2 separate regions of the Columba livia genome follow, and region 2 is linked to region 1. A link is a contact called in public Hi-C data. All regions are on one chromosome and are shown on one strand. The core of a region is the stretch at or near the end of the contact, and the rest is flanking DNA. Distances in the headings are between cores, read along the strand shown.

What was found. A called contact is a pair of places that touch in the nucleus more often than the background predicts.
Region 2: a contact with region 1 is called in a Hi-C map of crop, with 2.1 times the contacts expected there. The contact joins the promoter of HECW2 here to the promoter of DNAJC10 in region 1.

Annotation. Positions count from the first base shown.
Region 1 is chr7:38,444,246-38,451,739 of bColLiv1.pat.W.v2, reverse strand. It overlaps DNAJC10 (DnaJ heat shock protein family (Hsp40) member C10), which reads left to right and starts at 4,182. Exons shown (of 23, transcript XM_005504023.3): 1 at 4,182-4,309; 2 at 5,646-5,997; 3 at 6,682-6,847. The coding sequence starts at 5,797. STK17B (serine/threonine kinase 17b) reads left to right here. Exons shown (of 8, transcript XM_065069970.1): 7 at 1-18; 8 at 1,968-4,565. The coding sequence ends at 2,250.
Region 2 is chr7:38,593,458-38,600,951 of bColLiv1.pat.W.v2, reverse strand. HECW2 (HECT, C2 and WW domain containing E3 ubiquitin protein ligase 2) reads left to right here and starts at 4,727. Exons shown (of 29, transcript XM_021289785.2): 1 at 4,727-4,867. It overlaps LOC110359863 (a long non-coding RNA gene), which reads right to left and starts at 2,867. Exons shown (of 3, transcript XR_002415332.2): 1 at 2,692-2,867; 2 at 1,563-1,650.

The DNA.
Region 1 (7,494 bases), core at 2,933-5,432:
TCTCATCAAAAATCCAGAGTAAGTAACAAACTCCTACAAGCAACAGTCTTATCTCTTACATTTGTGGAGCACCTAGAAAAAGTGCATGTTAATTTGAGAGCTTAAAACCAGTGATACGGTCAGTCAGATATTTCACAATGCACTGGTATTATCAGCTGGATATTTCAAATTGTAGATTTCTGCTTTTCCATAATGTATGGAAAGGAGCTTTGGTTCACTGTCTGGGTATCGTTGTATTGTGCTTGGAGTTTTCTATTTCTTTATATTTTCATTCAGCGGATAGATTATGAACAAATCTGATTAAATATATTCTAGAAAGGTCACATTCTTGTCTATAATTCAACCTTTTATTGCTCAAGTTGGAGAGATAAAATGCAGTCTTTTTGATGCAGTGCTTTCTTGTTTCTTGACTTACCTTTAATGTGTCATTCTATATGAATACATTTTATATAAAAATTTGGCAATCTTGTGACTAGCACATGTTCTTCAGAAATATATAGTATTTTGCCGTGTGTTCAGCGTTTTTAAAAAATGTTCTCAACCAAAAGTACAACCTTTTTGTTTGTCAGGCACATTTCCATAACTGCTTTCTTTGAGAGTTCAGGCTCTAATCAAGGCATCTCCAAGTAGCTGAACTTTGAGAAGATAGCCTTTGAGAGTGGGAGAATTACAGACATTAACTGTGTCTGCTCTTGCTGTATAGCATTAAATCTGGGCATTTTTTTAACTGTTTTACCAGCAAATATTGTCATTTATGGTGACACAGAAGTCCCTGTCTTCTTCGGAGAGCCTGCAGCAAGCAGGAGTGTCCCTGTTTGGCTGAGAAAGGGGAGGGATGATGGGGCATGATGTCCATGAAGTGCCTACTTTCATGAAATAAGGACTCCGTATAAACTCATGTCTGAACAGGGTTTGTCACCATCTGGAATAACTCGTAAAGCCCACACTATCATGCAGGAAGTAACCATGAATAGCCTGCTTTGATAAATGTTGGTGCTTGATATTCTGTCACAGTTACCACTCTACTTGATTTTTTGCTTCTGGGCATCTCAGTGACTTCATTAGAACCTCAGTAACTTTTTTTTTCTTTTCCTATTCCAATTTTTGGTGATTATACCTTATTTGAATCTTCAGAGGAAAAATCTGTCCTCAGGTAGTCAAGTCTGTAAGGTCAGAGTTCTCTGACCAAAAAATACTCATGTGTTCTGGTAGAGTTAAGGACAAATAGGGCGCTCTGTTGCATTTATTGCAAGTTCTCTGGAATTTAACATGGCGAGAACTGTAGTAGCACTTCTCTAAGTTATCCAAAGGAGCGATTTTGTATGTCTGTGGTCTGTTTGGTAGTAAATACATTTTGCAAGGGTTTACGGCAGTTTATGGTGACTTGCAAGAGTAACAGACTACAAAATATCTGATAGAGTTGATGACATCATGTTATTTGGCCCTCCTTGAAAACCGAATGACTAAATATTCATTAACCTACATATTTACAGTGGTCTCTGTAACACATTAGGACTTCAAAAGTATAAGAATATACATATACACAAATATACACATATATATAAATACACACGTGTATATAAATATACACATGCACCATGTTGAAAATGTTCCAAGGGACTGTGAATACTGGCCGAGAAATGCCTGTTCCTTGTTGTGAGGAAACGCTTACCAATCCTGACACCCAGTGGTAGGGGAAGCTGTCCACTGCAATTCACATGCGTTTTGTCAATACTTAACTATGGTGGGGGTCTAATGTGCAATTCACATGCGTTTTGTCAATGCTTAACTATGGTGGGGGTCTAATGTGCTTTTTAGCAGCAGTGGTAGGGGTGGGAAAACAGCAATATTAACTTTTTGGTGTCAGTTCTGCTTAAGATTTCTTAGCGTGTGTCAGAGCTATTGTAATTATGTTTTTAGTATTTCTGAAGTTAACTGAAGCAACTTCACTGTTTTCTCTTTCAAAGGGAAAGACCCACAGCAGAGGCCTGTCTTTCTCATTCATGGTTGCAGCAAGAGGAGTTCATCCTCTTGTCCAGCCCTGAGGGAACTTGTGGCTTTTCTCTGATGCCAGGACACGCAATGAAATTCTCAGAAGAGCGGAATGTAAAATCCAGTTGTAATGGTACCTGTAGCAACAAGGAAGACAAAGAAAACATTCCAGAGGACAGCAGTACAGTCTCCAAACGTTTCCGTTTCGATGATTCATTGCAGTATCCCCAAGACTTCACGACAGACTTCATATGTTAATACGTAATACAGACTTTTATCAAAAGAATTTAGCATAATCTGTTCCAGTGGCAAATGTAAGGTTATGGCTTGCCAATTCGTGCAGCGTTGGCATATGGGAAATGCACTTTGACCTTTTTATGCTGGTGCTTCCTTGTCTGTCCATTGCTGGCAATGGATTTAACTCCTGAGAAATCGGGGTTGTTGCACCAATAAAATGAATTATTTTTTTTAAGAAGATATAATTAAATATTTTTGCACTTTTCAAGTTTTAGTCCAAAAATGATGTCAGAGTGAACAAATTAAATCCTGAAAATGAGTTTGTTTAAACTCAAGCTTTGCCAAACAGTGGTTGAATACATGCACAGTTGTATGACTAGCCTTAATGAGAAATTGGTCTAAGCAGGGAAACTGGGCTTATTTGTGAGCATTCTCATAGCTTTAAATGGAAGCTGAAGTGGGTGTGGTTTGGGAATAGGATACATCTGTTGGGGCCATTTGGAGGACTGGTTTCTCTCAAGGATCACTGGTAGCTGAGGAAGTGTTTGCGCCTTATGGATCTGGTCCACTTGGGCTTTATAAGGCATAGTGTGTGTGTTTTTCCTGTGTTGGATCTCTGGAATGCTTCAATAGAAAACGTCCTTGCATTAGTGGTCCTTTCTTACCAGTAAGTTAGATTTGAGGAGGATGAGGGTCCCACGCTGATGTGAATATTTGATACACTCGTTAGTTTGCTTTCATCAAACCTCTGAAATAATATTGTCTACCTGTAGTGACCTATTCCTCATCTTAAAAATGATAATTAAAAACAAAACAAAACCCACCACCACACAAAAAATCCCAAACCATAAAGTCTCTTGAAAGTAATAACTGAATAAACTGAAAATTTTAGCCATTTTTGCCAGTGCAGCTGCAATGAAAAGCTTTTCATTATGCCCCTCAATGTAGCAGTGCAGTGCATCTGTCAGTTATTGCTATAGATAATGACTTGGCTTCCTGCCCACTTGGAGAAATGGACCGCAGTGTCAAAAGACAAGCTACTTAATAATTATTTTAAGCCTTTACATTTCTTTTGGTTAGTAGGCTTGTTATTTTTTTAAGTTACATCCCTTGAACTTCCTGTTTCTAGGCTCTGAGGAAATAATGCCTATGTCAAGTTTTGACTTGGAGCAACTACCAGTCATGCCTTAACAGCCTGAAACTCGTACTGACAAGGTAAAGTCCTCATTGTAACACTGAGGCTGGAGGTCGTCTTGTGTAGGGAATGTATTAAAACTCTTATAAATGTTTTGGAAGTAAATGGCACTTTAAAATACTTTTGGGGTTTTCCACTCCTTAAGACTTAATCGTCTTTGATTTGGATTTGATTTGGTTTGTATAATAAAGTATCACAATCTAATAATATTTTTTGAGTGTGCCTGTGGACTTGGCAATTGCAGATTGAAGTTTTGGAACAACCTGTGCTTGAGAGGTGAACATAATGAGTGCTAAAAGGTTGTATTTTATTTTTCTTCGTGCAAGGAAGGCACAAGTTTTTTTACAAACAAATTTCAATAGAAGGTATCACCAGAATGCTGGGGGAATTCAGAACTCTTGTCTCTGTTTTGGGTGACGCTCATGTCGAGAAGCGAGCAGTTGACTGAGGTGTAAGGTCTGTAAGACTCTTTCAGCTCACGTTTGTCAAGAGAAGTAAAAGTTTTCCGAGACTTGCTCTCATGTGAAATGAAGTAATGAATATACTCAGCATGGATGACGCTCAGATGCCTGGGTATAAATGAACCACATTGAGTCTCTTCTATGTGTTAATTTTCATGGAACTTTTTTTCAGTGATACTGATATTGCATATAATGATAAAATGACTTTGGAGGCAGTTGCATTGTGTTCAGGTACCTTATACTCTCACTTTTCAAAGTCATTGGCTTTTCCCACTTGGAGTCTTTTCTAACCTCTTGTTTTTCTCTACCAGCATGGAGCCTAATTTGAACTGGGCAAATTAAAAACACAAACTATTTTGTCGATACTCAGAAGTTAAAGTTCACGTAGGATGAAGAAAATGTCAAAAAGCTCTAATGGAAAAAGGTAGAAAAGAATGTTTCTAAAATTATTAAATTTTAAAACTCTGCAACAATGTTACTGAAATTACAGCCGGGAAGCTTCGTACATTAGTATTTTTAACATATGGAAAATAAAGCCGAAAGCATATGCCAGCACTTTACGACAAAATTGTTATTTGTTAAGATTTTTATCATGGTATCTGATGTTTACATTTCATACTGCTTTTGGAGCTAACTTATCTTTAAATTTAAATAAATGAAAATTGGTCTTATCCAAGGAACTTAAGCTTTGAAGACTTTATTTGTACTTCATAGAAACTTAAAATAGACGTTGAATGCGATTTTGTTTGGATCAATGTTTTTGATTTATTTAAAAATCCTATTGTGCATGTGTAACTCATGTAACCTCATCTGGGTGTTCCTGCTCCATGGGGGGATTGCACTGGATGAGCTTTCCAGGTCCCTTCCAACCGCTGACATCCTGTGATTCTGTGTGTGTGATGCTGTGATAACTTCAATGTAAAAACAGCCATTGTAGCCAGTTCTCAGCCCGTCTTGCTTCCTGCCGCATTACGGGGCATTACGGAGGGGAACTGAGCGACGAGGCACATTTTAAGATGGCTGAGCTGGGGTCGGTGTGTGCTCATGAAGTGAGCGGGTGCAGCAGGCGGGCGCGGCCGCGAGGAGCCGAACCGAGTCCCCGCCCCAGGCGGGCGCGGCGGCCACGTCACCCCGGCCCCGCCCGCTCCGGCCCAAAGCCGGATCCCGGCCCGGGCTGCCTTCCGCCCGGCCCGCTGGCCCATGCTGCCCCGCGCCCGGCCCGCTCCTCCGCCGGCTCCGAGCCGCCGCTGCCCGGTAAGCGCCGCGCCGCTTCCCCGGGGCCGCGCCGCCCCGAGCCCCTTCCCCCGCCGGCCCGCGGGGCTGTGACCTCCGGGCTCCCCGGGCCCTCCTGCGGCAGCTCCGCGGTCCGCCGGCCCCCTCCCGTGGCGGGTCCCCGGGGGCCGCCCGGCCCCGCAGCGGCTGCTGGCGCAGAACCACCCGCTGCTCCCGGCAGAAATGCCCCCCCCGAAGCACCAAAAGTGAGTGTGGAAGATGAGTAAACCCCGTTAAACCCGCTCTTTTTTAATGGGATGTAAGTGGCTGGTACGTAGTGCCGTTCTGGAAAGCTTTGCGTGATGACCTCGTTCACAAGCTACATCCTCAAGAGATGGTCTGTCATTTGTGTGGCCTTCAGAAAGCCATCCAGAAACCTGGTGTTCATGTGCAGTCTGCACAAGCTGGGATGGGGTTCTTTACTAATGTATATTTACTGAATAATTAGCAAAATGTACTTAATTGCTTTTTTCTCCCTTTTCTTATAGGTTGTAACTTTTGCAAGGCTTGCGACATGCGGTAGGACAAACAGAGCTCCGTCCTAGATCTGGCTGGATCTCTGAATGCTGGTGGATTTACTGGAGGCTCTTTCCAAACCTTGCTGGGATCAGAACCCGTAAACTTTCCAAAAGCTTCATAATGGAGTTCTCAGTATGCAAAGGAGATTATATTAGATATTTCAAAAGATCCTTGTTGCTAGTTTTAGTATGTGTCCTAGTTCTTGTGTGCGCTGATCAGGACTACTATAGCTTACTTGGAGTGTCCAAAGAAGCAAGCAGTAGAGAAATACGGCAAGCTTTCAAAAAACTGGCATTGAAGTTGCACCCTGATAAAAATCAGGTACGTCACATCTTTAACGGGTCAAAGTTGTTGAATTAATGACTCTTAATGTTTTAACAAAAAGTGGGTTTAAATTATCTAAAGTGTTTCTTTGTTCTTGTGAAGCAATGTAACCACCTGATAATGTGGTTCGGCTCCGATTTTCTGCAGAGAGAATTTACAAAATGATATAGACTGGTCGCACCTGGTTGTGTTCAATTTGGGCCATATTAGATTGCCGCAGTAAAAGAGTCACGGTCATTTAATTCTGGATTTTATTTTTGTAAATAAAGGAAAATGTAAGTCTGTGCCATATGACATTGTTGGTAAACTGATGAGTTTGTTTCTTTCCATTTAATTTAGGGGAACTTACTATTTCGCTAACATAAAATCTCATCTAAACAGCAAACAACATCAGGCTGTGCTGAGACATCAATCTCCAAATATTGAATAGACTGAAGCAGAAATTGTGGGACTGCCAAGGTAGAACAAGGGAGGAGAACGAGAATAACTAGAGAGAGGACTCGGAACAGCTCAGACTGTGCTACCAGATTTTCTCAAGTACAAAGAAATTGATTTTAAATTTAAACGTCATCAGTTTCTCCTCCAGATTTCCTGAAATAGTCAGATTTCCAAGGATTATTTTCTTAGCATTGTATGTACAATATGCTTTATTGCTTACTAATTACGGTTTTCCTTAAATAGAATGATCCAAATGCACATGAAAATTTTTTGAAAATAAATAGAGCCTACGAAGTACTTAAAGATGAAGATCTCCGGAAGAAGTACGATAAATACGGAGAGAAAGGGCTTGAAGATCAGCAGCAAGGAGGGCGTTACGAAAGCTGGAACTATTATCGCTATGATTTCGGTGAGTTATTCTGTACATTTGTGATTGGGTTGAAACAGCCAAGTAAACGCGATATTCAGATCTAGATGAGATCTTTTTACACGTTTCTGCTCGATCTGCTCTGGATCTCTGCCTGTTTTGCTGTACCTGTCATTTGCTCTCAGTTGACCCAGGCTTTTTATTTACCCTATTCATGGCTACCCCCTCCAAAAAAAGTAACAATCTATTTACCTAGTCTTTTGTTCCTGCTGCTTACCTTTTTTTATTGGTTGTCTGACTTGATTTTTTTAAGTGCAAAGCTTTTTTTCACTTAAATTCCACTATGAGCGTTTCATCAGTATTCTTTAATGTAAGAACACCAAATTTTGTTTAGATAAAGTGTTCTCAAGTGGATTTTGAGAGGAGACTTTTGCACTGTTGAGCCTGTTTTACGTCCAGTTATACAGTTAGAGATCAGTAAAGAGGAAGTAGAAAACAAAATAATAACAGAATCATACAGAAAATGATATTGAGACAAGTGATTTAAGGTGTGCCTCAACAAATTGTAGGGAAAGACTGGGATGAACAGTTCTCAGAGCTGCTGGAACAGGAGTCAACTAAAATAGGGACCTGAGGAACATGCTTTGGTTGCTGTGAACAAAGAGCTGAAACAACCTTCCACCTTGGAA
Region 2 (7,494 bases), core at 3,478-5,977, 150 kb before region 1:
ATTTGGTTAATGAACATCAACAAAACATGAATATCTGCAGTAGAACTTTTCTCAGGACAGAAGCGGTCCTTTGAAGCTATCTTGTGCCTATAATATTCTTTACTGCTTAAATGTGTCCTTTGGCAAAAGAGGAGAAAACAAACAAAACCAGAAAAGGGGTCTGTTTTCCACCCCTGTGGAAGGAACTACAAAAGAAAATTTAGGAAACTAAAATCCTGACTGATAATGAGCTACCAAATACTTCCCCCACCTCTTTTCTTTGCTTCCCTGTTTGAAACGAATGTGCTCGCTTTCCTGAGCTCCTTTTTGGAGCTGTTCTCTTTGGGGTTCTTTGGCTGGTGGTTTTGCACAACTTCTAGCTGCAGGCTGTCAAAACCAGAGTAAGAACATAGAATTATTTTGGTTGGGAGAGACCCTCAGGGTCATAGAGTCCAACCACAACCTAACTCTAGCACTAAAAACTGCTTTAAAGCAGGTTGTTTGTTTGTTTTTCCGCCGTTAACCTTGTTCCCTGCAAGTCAGCATTTTTGAGCTCTCTACTACCCTTAGAAAAGGAACACTCTTTTTTTTAAGTTTCTTTTGCTTTGCATTTTGAGCCTTCTGTTCACTTTTTTTAGTCTCCTCTGCTTTGCAGGAGCTGTTTTTGGTGGAGGGTGACCCTGTCACCTCTTACCACCCCTCCCAATGTTGCGATATGGTTTTGCTTGCGTTGCATTGGCTTTTGGGGTTTGGTCCGGCTGTTGCTATTTGAGGTGCTGCCCTCCTCCCCTCTTCCTCAAGTCGCTGCATTCCCCATGCAGGGCCTCATGCCTGCTGGGAGGGGCCAAGTCACCACAGCGGGGACTTGAACCCACAACCCCTGCCTTACACCCAGTGTTTTATCCATTAGGCCCCTGGGGCTCCATTGAGCTGCTTCCACACTAGGAGTGATGTAGGCAAGACAGCATAATTAGAACTGCTATTAAGGTCTCTTTGTAGTCACAAAACAGTACTTGGACTGATAAGCAGCATGTAAGACCTCAGACCAGGGCATCTTTTAATTTTTAATTCTGCTTTTTGTTGATGTTTTATAGGGTATTAACCAAACCCCTGAGATTGTCATCCCAAACTACTACAGTAATCCATGCAAGCTATGATAATTTAGGTATTGTGGTGGAGTAGTGGAAGGATGAGGTGATGCAAGGACAAATGACTTCTTGGGGTGGGAGGGAAATGTGGTTTTGCATGATGTCATGTACAGTGACATAAGAGCAGCTCGGGGAGCAATTTTCTTGGCCACAACACTTTGGTTTGGTTGTTGAATGCAGATATCCTCAACCTGATAAAAACAATCAGCTGTGGGGAACAAAAGATCTTCTTACAAACCCCACTAAATTTAAGAGATTCACAGAAAAGATAAAAACTGTGGGTTTTTTTAAGCGTGATAAATGCTGCTTAGTTTAAAAGGTCAAGGTTGTACCTCATGCTTCACCAGCGACCTATATCTGAGATTAAAGAGTTACCTGGTGCCTATGCTGAAATACTATCTTGTTACTTGCAGTTAATTATGTAACTGGTCTCACCTGTTCTGATTCTATGCTGGTTTCCTCCCGTTTCTTTTTTGTCTCCTCTTTATATTTCTTCAGCTGTTTGACTGTTTTTTTCCAGCTTCTAGGTAGAAAAAGAAGTAAACATGAATTTCTATACATTTTTTTTTTTTGTGGCACAAATGAAAAATTGCAATATAATGGAAGGACTCACCAATGTTTACTTTTTCCATTAACTGTTCCCTTTAAAAAGAAAGAAATTCAGTTGTTCATATTTAATATACAAGATTTTAAAAAAAAGACTATAAAAGACAATTACAGTACAAATACTTTTGTCTTGGATATACTCTGTGCCACTATGGTTTAAAGATTGGAATGTGTTTTCTAATATTTCATATTCCCTTTAAATAAAGGAGTTTCAAAACAGCTATGCTGTTTTTTGGAAAAAAACACTTTAAGACAACTTACTCTCCTTCAGAAAATTAAATGCCTAAACCTGTTTAGACAAAGAATGAGGAGATTAAAACTGCACTTACGCTTAGGTTTGAGGGTTTTTTTTGGGGAAAAAAAATATGTTATTTGCCAACAGTGAGTGCATTTGGGTTGTGAGGCAATCCTTTTGACACTAAGTATTAAGAGGAGCGATGAAAGCAATTCCTTGGGCTCTTTTCCCCCTAGAACCTGATTTCTATCCCCAGTCTGATGCCCTCTGTTCTGAAGCACTGAATGTAGGAGTGCAAGCACTACACAGCAACACATTCTCTACCACAATTAATGAGACTGAGCGACATATTCCATTGATGTTTTCTTCAGGGAAAACAGTAACAGAAGTGTAAGACTGGAATACCAGAGAAATGTAAGTTCCTGGAAAGACAGAGAAGACATTGAGAACTCTATGAACTAAAGCTAGGGTGAACTAAAGTCATGAAAATGAGAGAATTACAAATCTCAAACATTTTTATTCTTGATTTGCTATGTACTTTTTTTTTAGTTGACAAAAGAACAGATTCTTATTATCAAAAGAATTATTAATGTCTTACTGACAACAATCTATCATTAAATCATTTTTCCAGCTGAGTATGCTTTGTTTAACTACGACAGAGACGAAGGCGCCTAAAACCAAGTCTGTCAATACTCAAAACTATAATATCATCATGTTTTGTACCTTGGATGCAGTTGTCACCTCCACAGCAGTACTCTGTCTCCGAGCTGCTTCTTTTTGCCTTTCTTTCAGCCTCTTTTGTGTCACTTGGGTGTTACCACAGAATTATTTCGGTTGGCAGGGACCCTCAGGATCGAGCCCGACTGTCACGTGACCCGCCCCCGCATGCGCGCCAACGGCCTCGGCCGTGCTGGCGCGGGGCATGCCGGGAGCTGTGGTCCCGCTTTGGGCGGGAAGGCGCCGAACGTACCTGAGGCGGCGGTACCTGAGGTATCGGCACCTGAGGCGGCGGCGCCCCGGGGGTCCGGCCGCACCCTCCGATGTCGAGGTGGCGCATGAGCCGCCGGTAAGCGGGGTCATGGGATTCACACAGGAGATTCCGCTTCTCCTCTCCCGCTTCCCCCCGTCCCGCGGTGGGGATGCCCGCGGAGGCTGCGGAGTTACGCCTCATGATTAGATAGCTGTAAGAAACGTTTAACAAAGAACTGTTGTTTTCACATAACTGAGGACCTGGCGCCTGACCCCAGCAGGCGGGAAGGACGGAGAGACATGAGACTATGAATGCTTAATGTAAAACACAGCCTCTTCCCGGAATATATAGACACCTGTATACGTACTGATACCTGTATTTACAAGTTAATTTAGAGGGAAGGACTGAGAGACATCAGACTATGAATTCTTAATGTAAAACAGTCTCTTCCCAGAATATATACTGACACCTGTATTTACAAGTTAATTTAGGGGGAAGTGTAGCCAGAGTACCAGGAATGCATATTGATAAGGGGAAGGGTATTGTATGCATTGGGGTATTCTATAAACCCTGAAGTACCCAAACAATAGGGAACAGGGGAAGGAAATTGCGGCCGGGATTTTGGGGGCATATAAGCAGGGGCTTTTTGCCCTATTAGATGTGCATTCCTCTATGCAGAACACCCGGTCTTGCAAAATCGTTATTAAAACATGCTTTGCTGAGAGGTCCTGGCTGGGCCTATTATATTTGCAAAATAATTGTTTCCTACAATAGCTCTTTCAGTGAAGCGTGTTTTACAACAGAACACCAAAGTGTTTTAAGGTTCAAAGTTGTTTAAAACCAGCTTGTGGGATATCTTGGCTCAAGGTTTCCTGGGGAGGACGCTCTGCAGGAGCACACTGACCTGTGGGCTGATTGTTATTTGTGATCAATTTACTGCGTATCAAATGACATGTTCACTTCCAGCTGCAGGCACGCTCACTAAGGGACCTGCTTCTGTAGTCCTGGTGCCTATTTGACACAAGGTTATTTGCTTTCTGTCTGTGTTTAGTTTTGCAAAGGAGAAAAAAAAGTCACAACTAACTGCTACAAGTTTAAAACAAAAGATGGGTCTTTCGTTATATTGGGAGTCGCTGGTTCAGTTACATGAACCCTTGGACCAGAGAAGTAGAATACGTTGTCTCAACAAATACAGTGTTTTCATAAGTACTTTTCCCTTAGCCGAGGTGTGTAAACGCTGATTGCTTTGCCCTGTTTTCAAATGAGATTTGACCTGCCACAGTATTCAAGAAGAGACTGGACAACATCCTCAGACACACGGTGTGAACTATGGGGTTGTCCTGTGCAGGGACAGGAGTTGAACTTGATGATCCTTGTGGGTGCCTTCTAACTCAGGACAGTCTATGATTCTATACTTAACTGGGTGTGCAAGTCACTTAATACCGATCAGCAACCTTGCTGAGTTATTCTGTCTCCACGTCTGAGGTGTCAGTCTTTTAAAAACGTACCACTTGCTGACTTTCATTTTGAAAGAGAGAGGAAAACTGACTTTGTAGCCTGCCTGTTAGAACATACAGTTGCAAAACTGGAAATGCGGTGTCTGAAGCAGGCGTCAATGCTGCAACCATTAAGCATTAGGTATTCTGAGGACTCTAGCACAGGTACTTAAGATACCCATACTAGAGATTTACAATCTCCTTTTCACTTTTGGCAGCTCATCGGACCTCTGAGGGGCATCTGTGTATGACCTAACGCTTCCCATGCATTGAACAGGGAACGTGAGCCCCTAATTCCCAGCCAAGGACTTTGCGCAGCCTGTGGAACACCTGGGATCGAACATCACTCAGCGTGCAGTGCAGCAACATCCTAATACCTTTTGAAGACCTGTCGCTTGGGCTCAGCTTTGCCTGAAGCTTCTAATATGTTGAGGTAAAAATTTTGGGATGAGCTGTTTTGTAGGACATGTTGATATCCTATTGTTATAACTGGAAGTGAAAAGCAGGGGTTTTTTTTAAAGATTTGAAATGTGTCTGTAGATGGCAGCAAAGAGGAACAGTATTCATTGGAGCATCTAAACATGGTGGCTACGCATTTTATAATTTGTGCGACTGCAGCTGGTGGCTACCCATTAATGCGGAAAATTTTGCATTCTGTTGATTAATATAATTGCTTTAAGAATCTTTTGGCATGACTTTTATTTTGGAGGAAGAGTAGCAGCTTTTCTGAGCAAAGAGAGTGACGCTGCAGGCAGACCAACACTGCATTCGATCAGTAATGCGTGTGTGATAAAAAGATGCTCAGCTGCTGTAAAGCTGTCATTGTTCCACTCGAGAATCTGCTCCAGGAAACCTTTGCTGGGGGGACGTTGCCAGGAGGTTTATGAAGAAATGTGGGATGTGAGAGAATATAAAGATCAGTAAGGAAAAAGGAGATTTTAAATGATAAATTAAGTAACTCTTAAACTTCTCACCTAACAAAGAGATGCATAAATAACATTGAATATTAAAAGTAACATTGGTTTTATTGTACAGTTTCTTGGTAGTCACCGGTGTTAGGCAGTTCTTTAATCAGAGGGTATTGATACAGCAGTAATGCAGGGATGCTTTGTTTATGCAGTAGTACAGGGAGTGAGAACATAAAAGAGCAACTGATATGTGGGTCAAATGGAAACTGTATTTGAGAGATTCTTTCATGAGCTGAGGTAAGGTAACAATATTTGACACATAGTTAATTCTGAAGGCACTGTAGAGTTTTTGAAACCAAGAGATCAAACGCTATTCTTCATTTAGTTTGCACTAAAAGAGCTCATTGATTGGAGCTTTTTATTCATATTCTTTATTTTACTTTCAGAAGTTGGTGTATACTTCAATAACAGTAACTTCATATAAAAAATGCAGGAGTAAAACGCATACATCAAACTGTCTGTGGCATGTTTTTCACGGGAAACTTTTAAGACGACAACTGTGATCAAAGAACTGAGTGTGGAAAGCTGCAGTTAGACAATTTGATGTCCTTTTCTGCTCCAAATATTCTGCCCAACAGTTTCACAGGAGCATACAAAATAACTTTAAAATGGTATTTTCTTTTATTTTTAATATTGTTTATATGGCAATAGGAGATGGGACAGGCAAATGTGTTATGACAGATCACCTACTTTTTCTTCAAATCAGTATAATTTCCACAGTACATTTCCACCTACAAATATGCCTGGTGGAATCATCATTAGTGCATGAAGTTTCAAGATAACCTGTGATATAAGAATGTTTTGGTTTGTGGTTAAGAACACAGGTGTACTTTTGTTTCATATCAAAACACCTGTGCTTTGTGTAATGTGTGCAGCAGCTCACATATCTCAGTAATACTTTCATGTGAATTACATATATTAATATTTGGGTAATTCATATAACATTTTTATTATTTCAGCAGTTTTATGGCTCTAGTTTATTTTTATATATTGTCTCCAACCAGCTTTTCAGTCTCATTTCAAATTTTTTAGGGAATGAGACTTTCCCTGGGAAGTTTTTCTATATTCCAATAGAGCTCACTGCTTAATGATGCTGTAAGGCTTTTATTTTCTGTAATGGTATTTCTGTTAGTTACAGCTTTTTTACTCTTCTGATAATTCCATTTCTATTTAGATTTGCCATGTATTTGTAGATAACTATGTGCTACAACTGTCATAGTTAGCGAAGTTTTATGGCAGCATATGTAAGTTACTTTCCTTCTTCATAGTTTTGTTATCTTTCTTGAATTCCTTCCACTGTTTTGCTGTAGGACTGAACTCTTTGTTCAAGGTGGAATCTGAGCTGCCAGCACTTCTGCAGTACTTGTCTTTAGAATTCTTTTCATCTCACTCAATTACTTGCTTATGCAGAACTCTTTGGTATGAAGGTAAATCAGAGAGCAAACACTAGTACAAAGATTTCTATTTTGGATTCCTTGGATGGCCTGAGAGAATGCTGCTGCAGTACATGGAGCTTGCAAGTTTGAGTTGAGAGGTGGGGTAAACCAATTGTTAAATTTGGTCTGTTTGTCCATCCAGGTCAGCATTCTGCAAAGGAAAGTACTTCGTAGGAATAAGGGCCTCAAATCTATTCTCACTGCTGTAAGTCTGCTTTTCTCCAGCCTTGCTTCAATTGGTTTCTCCCCTTCTTCTAAATTGCCCTTTTTTGTTTCATCAGATACATGTTGTAGAAATTGTTCGCTGAAGTTTCCTCTTCAGAACCTGTTGTGATTTTTCTTCATCCTGTCTGGCATGTTTTATTGTTAATGAGATACTAACTCCTGACTTTGCTTGACACATGTTGCCAGGCTCCAACATGCTTTAATTTCATTCTCATGAAAACACATATGTGTTTAATTAATTGATTAATTTTTATTCTCACCATTTGTACATTTAGAAGGGTATCAACAGAAATATGTTGAATGCACTGTTCTTTGATCCATCCTCAAAACTCTCCTACACTGTTACATCTGCAAAACTTGGTGAGAATTCAGGTTATCGGTCTAACTCAACCACTGTGGTGGTTTACTGGCTGTAACTCTGTACTTCGTGC